Regions from separate parts of the Rattus norvegicus genome. Here region 1 is linked to region 2. Evidence: chromatin contacts called from public Hi-C data. All regions are on one chromosome and are shown on one strand. Each heading gives the region's core, a stretch centred on a gene start, on an enhancer-like site or on the middle of the called end of the contact. The rest is flanking DNA. Distances are from core to core; before and after follow the strand shown.

What was found. A called contact is a pair of places that touch in the nucleus more often than the background predicts.
Region 1: a contact with region 2 is called in a Hi-C map of the A7r5 cell line, with 6 times the contacts expected there. The contact joins two enhancer-like sites. A contact is called at or near these places in 12 of 12 Hi-C or Micro-C datasets (the A7r5 cell line, the Rat2 cell line, Schwann cells and 7 more) and 1 of 1 datasets of contacts at active chromatin or transcription factors (oligodendrocytes).

What each region holds. Positions count from the first base shown.
Region 1 is chr10:88,115,388-88,118,265 of GRCr8, forward strand. No RefSeq gene overlaps it. Among named protein-coding and RNA genes, the nearest start is that of Meioc, 12 kb to the right of the region's middle. Within about 2 kb of position 1,349, at least 6 of the 93 cell types and tissues checked have an H3K27ac peak or open chromatin away from gene starts, as enhancers often do. A contact at or near this core is called in the A7r5 cell line, where this site is marked.
Region 2 is chr10:88,028,558-88,031,570 of GRCr8, forward strand. No RefSeq gene overlaps it. Among named protein-coding and RNA genes, the nearest start is that of Gpatch8, 18 kb to the left of the region's middle. Within about 2 kb of position 1,479, at least 12 of the 93 cell types and tissues checked have an H3K27ac peak or open chromatin away from gene starts, as enhancers often do. A contact at or near this core is called in the A7r5 cell line, where this site is marked.

The DNA.
Region 1 (2,878 bases), core at 99-2,598, 87 kb after region 2:
CAGACATCATTGAGTTTCACACATTTTCAAATGACAGGAAATAGAGAGAGGCCAAGTGGGGGTAACTCAGGCACTCCTTGGGCTCTCCTATTCAGGAAATGATGTCACTCAACCTACAGCGGGTGCTGAGTCTGGCTTTATTTCCTTATTCCTGTGCCAGCCCCAGCAAAGGGGGCAGCCACAATACCCGGGCCATCCAGCACCAAGAGTATAATAAAACGACAAATGAATCTGATCTCTGAAAGCTTGGTTGGGGTGTGCAGTAAGGTTATGTGTAAGAGAAGAAGCAATTAGACTTCGGTGCTTCCTGTCTGGTGGGGTTTACATTCAAACAAACAACAAGAACAAACAGGGTTTCACTATGCAGAACAGGCTGGCCTTGAACTGCCTACCGCTGCACCCCAAGTGATAGAATTAAAGGCATACACTACCACGTCCGCCCTTGCTTGTTATGCTTGATATCTGAAACTACCCCACAATGGCTCCTGTTTGGAAATCTTTTTCCACAGCTGGCAGCATTATTTAGGAGAGTTGTTAGCTTATTTAGGATTCCACTAGGTCTTCCCAGGAACCTAGCAACGCCTTAAGCCATGGTCACCTGCTGCCGTCACCTGCCTCTATCATCTGTCACCTCTGCCAGGTGTGCCAGGTGCTTGTAAAAGGACTGCCCACCATCTCTCTCTCTCTCTCTCTCTCTCTCTCTCTCTCCTCCCCTCCCTTCCTTTTTTTTTTTTTTTTTGGTTCTTTTTTTCGGAGCTGGGGACCGAACCCAGGGCCTTGCGCTTCCTAGGCAAGCGCTCTACCACTGAGCTAAATACCCAACCCCTCCTTCTTTCTTCCCTCCCCTTCCCTCTCCTTCCCTCCCTCCTTCTTCCCTCCCCCCTCTCTCTCCTGCCCCTCCCTCTCTGTCCTTCCCTCCTTCTGTCCCTCTCTTGTCCCTCCCTCCCTCTCCTGTCCCTCCCTCTCTCCTTCCCTCCCTCCCTGTCCTTCTCTGTACTACCCTCTTCTCTACCATCATGGCTCTGCTCTAGCCTGTGTGCCTGACTATATGTCCACTGGTCTGCCTCTACCCCTTCCCAGATCCTCACTCCTCTCCCTTGCCCCAGTAAAACCCCTTTATATCAGAACTATTGCATGGTGTAGTTACTCAGGTATGAGCCCACCAGGTACCCCTCACAGTGATATATTTTATAACAGGAGTCTGTGTAACGTTTGGGAGGTGAGGCCTAGCTGACACAAGTAGGTAACTAAGGCAAGGCCTTTGACTATAGCCTGGTCCTGCTTTCTTAAAGCTGGTCTCTCAGCTTCCTGTTTCACCAAGATGGGACTAGCCTGCACCGCGCACTCCCTCTGCTGTCTGCTGTGAACTGGGCTGCTCCTCCACGCCTCTGCACACAGAGCCAGAATAATAACGCTTCCTTCCACTCCATGACTTCTGTCAGATATTTTATCGCAGCAACATGAAAGTGACTAATAGGCAGAGCATGTAATTATGTAAGCCAGCAGGAGCTCCATGTAAACATACCCGCTTATAACGCGGGAGTAAAAACACAGGCTGGAATGACTTGGGGGCAGGGGGAGTAATAGAGACACTACAGGTTTGTGGAATGTGCTGTAGCCAGGCAAGCCTGAAGTAAAGTTGCGATTTGACTCTTCCCAGGAACTTTAGGTAAGTGACTTCATCTCCATGAGCGTCATCAACAAACCACTCCAAAGAACTGCTGTAAGAATTAAATGAGACATGAGGGTGGGGTGGGAAATTGGGGAGTGGGGGGTTGGAGAAGGATGATATAGGCCTTTAATCCCAGCATCCGGGAGGCAGAAGCAGGTAGATCTCTGAGTTTGAGGCCGGGTTGGTCTATGAATCGAGTTCTGGGACAGCCAGGGCTACACAGAGAAACCCTGACTTGAAAAACCAAAATCCCAAACCAAACATCAACAAGAATCATTTAAGGGAGATGATGTGTGTGGCTCCGCCATTGACACGCAGTTAATAAATAACAGCTAGTAGCATCATATTATCTGAAAATAAAACACTGAGGTTGAATTCCCTTTTCATTATCCTTTAAGCCACCATCAAGCAGTCCCACGACATCCTGCAGGGCCAATAATGAAATGAGAATGTGGTGGCTTGATTGTTCTTGGCCCATAGGAAGTGACACTACCAGAGGGCGTGGCCTTGTTGCAGGAAGTGTGTCTCTGTATAGGCGGGCTTTGAGATCTCCTAGTGCTCAAGCTCCGCCCAGTGTAGAAGAAAGTCCTGCACCTGGCTGACTGTGGAAGACAGTCTCCTCTGCCTACCTTCAGAGGTCAGCGTGGACATTACCATGCTTCTTGCCATGATGATAATGGACTGAACCCCTGAAACTGTAAGCCAGCCCCAATTAAATGTTGGCCTCAGAAGAGTTGCCTTGGTCGTGGTGTCTCTTCACAGTAATGAAACCCTGACTAAGACAAGGTCTGAAGCCATCAGCAGATGTTGTTAGAGATGAACTGGAGAAAATGAGAACCTGGAGGAGGGGCTGGCAAGATGGTTCACCAAGGCTGATGACCTGGGTTCAGGCCCCAACATCCACACACCAGTAGAAGAGAAGCGATGCCTGCAAGTTTCTTTCGGATCTCTACTCATATACGGTGGCACAACCGCTTCCTAAAATAATGTTTAAACATGAAAACAAAAGCCAAAAAATCTGTTGTTGCGAGTTTACAAATCTGTTGAAGAGACATGACAGTCAGAGAAGCTTGAGAAAAAAAATCACAGAACAATTTAGCAGTGGGTCAATGTTGAGCTTTGGGGCTACCAGGAAAGTAAAGGCCATACTGGAGGATGACCACGATCAGGAAAACTATCAGTAGGATTCTGAACTTGGATTTGAAT
Region 2 (3,013 bases), core at 229-2,728:
TCTGGACACGCAGTTTTCTGATTGAGTCAAAGCATTAGAACCAATCTCCAACAAATATATATGTGTATGTGTGTGCATGTATGCATGGGTATACATGTGTATGTATGTATTTATACATACACACACAATGTGTGTGTAGATAAGGCACACATGTGGAGGTCAGAGGACAACCTGCAGGAGGTAGTCTTCACAGCTGTCTTGAGAGTTCCTTCCAACGTGCATGTGAGGGTCAAACTCAGGTCCTTACGTTTAGCATCGGGGCCCCTTTACTCACCGAGGCATCTCTCAGGGCCTTTGAATTATTATTATTATTATTATTATTTTTTTGGTTCTTTTTTTTGGAGCTGGGGACCAAACCCAGGGCCTTGCGCTTCCTAGGCAAGCGCTCTACCACTGAGCTAAATCCCCAGCCCCTGAATTTATTTTTAAAACCTTTAGAAGTTTTACTTATCGCCGTGCCACATGCATGTATGATGCACGGGTTTGCATGCTGGCACCCACACACCACAGCACACATGTGGCACCCACACAACATAGCACACATGTGGAGGTTGGGCTCAGGAGTCTTTTCTCTCTCTTTGTCTTGAGATCCGGGGAGCAAACTCAGGCCTTTAGGCTTCTGAAGCTCAGATTATTCTGACTCTTCTAGTCCTGTGACTTTGGGCAGGTGACCTGGATATGTACCTCAGTCTCCTGGGTTGTAAAACAGCAGAGAGTATCTGGCCGTATTGTATGTCAGGTTTCAGTTCCATTGCTAATTGTGTTTGATCTACTGCCCTAGAACTCCGAGGGGCGATGAGGGAAAGTGCATGTCATACAGCACACGTTACAAACACCGACTGTGAGTAATTAAAAAATTAACCATCTGCTGAACATATTTCACGCGTTTCTCATTTTTAAAATCATATATTTACTTTTATTTTATACACATTGGTGTTTTGCTTGCATGTATTTCTGTGTGAGGATGTTACAGACAGTTGTGAGCTGCCCTGTGAGTGCTAGGAATTGAACCCAGGTTCATCTGGAAGAACAGACTCTTAACCCCTGAGCAATCTCTCCAGCCCCGGGTGGCTTAGCCCCAGGTTGTCCCCAGGTTGCTCATTCTGTGTGTGTATCTTTCTCTCCCTCCCTCCTAACTTCCCTCCCTCCCTCCCTCCCTCCCTCCCTCCCTCCCTCCCTCCCACTCTTCCCCTCCCCCTCCCCCCTCTCTTTCTCGATCTCATTCCCAATGTAGCCTCCTGCCTCTGCCTCTCAAATACGGGGTTGTACCAGTGTACACCGCCACGCCCCGCTGTTATTTAACGCACTTTTATTAAAAGATTCCACGTGCGTGGTCTCCCAGAGAATGAGGAGTGGGAAGGACCACAAATGGACCTGAATGTACTTCAGTTCACCCACTTCCCAAATCATCCCGCACGGTCACTCGTGCTGGGGCCCACTAGGACCTCAGTCCAGCAGAGGGCGCTGTGACCTCAAAATGCAATTCTCAGCCTGCCCCTTGGCACAGACGTGCGGAGATGGAAGGAGGGAACCCACTGGGGCATTTTGGCTGCACCCCCTTCAGGCCCTTTGTCCCAACCAACTTCTTTCTCCAAGCACTCAGCAAATCTCCTCAGCCACGCTGCTTGCTGCGGTGTGAACATCACCTCCCTTACTCAGTGAAGCGATCGGCTGGAGATTTCAGCCTTCTGTTACTCAGTGAAGTAACAGATCGGCTAGAGATTTCAGCCTCTGGATCTTTTTTTTCTTTTTTTTTCTTTTTTAAAAAACCCTAAGAGCCTCATTTCAGCGGTGAATCATCGGCCTTGTGCTGCTTGCTCTCTTTCTGTTCCAAATTCCAAGGCGGCAACTTCTGTCTTAGCCTTCTGGGCACCCGCAGCCATCTTTATCGCAGCCCAGCTCCTCAAAACAAAATTCATTCACTCTCCAGTCTACTCTTGTTTCAACTGTGCTGGAAGACAAAGAGCCTCTTCTCCCAGTCTTTCATCAAACAGTTCTTTGGGACCAAGATTACTTTCATGCAGAGTTGAAGAGAGTTAACCTTTATTGAGGGCATACGCTGCGCCAAGCACTTGACATTACCCTCTCAATTACTCTGAGAGGTTTCTGGCCCATTTAGTAGGTGACACAGTTAAGGCTAAGGGACATTCTAAGGTCACACAGTATGGAGCCATTTTTTTTTAAATAATAATTTTTGGAGAGGGCAAAAGGTTGGAGAAATGGCTATGCAATTAAGATTACTTGTTGCTAGGGGTTGGGGATTTAGCTCAGTGGTAGAGCGCTTGCCTAGGAAGCGCAAGGTCCTGGGTTCGGTCCCCAGCTTTTGCAAGAGGAGCCAGGTTTGCAAGAGGAGCCAGGTTTGGTCCCCAGACCCCTCATTGTAACTTACATTTGCCCACACTTTCCATTGGGAAAGATTTCACACGCTCTGGCCTCCTTGGGCAACAGGCACACATATGATATACAAACCTAAGGTTTTAAAATTAATTAATCTATTGTGCTGCACTGCATACAGAAGAATGCATAACATGCCCAGGACACTGTTCTGAAGGGTCAGGTTTCTTCTTCCACTGTGTGCACTGGGGACTGAGCTCAGGCAAATGCTATACCAATGAGCTACATCCCCAGCCTTCCAATAACATTTGTTTGTCTGTTTTTTCCAGATATGGTTTCTCTGGGTAGTCCTGGCTATCCTGAAACTCACTCTGCAGGCCAGGCTGGCCTCCAACTCATAGATCCACCTGCCTGTGCCTCCTGAATGCTGGGATCAAAGGTGTGCACCACCACCATGAGAGATTTTTTATTTATGAGCATGTGTGCCAGTTGAGTGCACTGGACTTATAGGCTTTTGTGAGCCGAACTAAGCTTGGGTCCTCTCGAAGATTGGCACCCACTCCTCATTACTGAGCCATCTCTCCAGTCCCCAACAAACTTCTTTGTATTACATTTATTTGTGAGATGGGGGAACACGCACACCATAGAGGATGTGCGGAGGTCAGAGGACAAGTTGCAG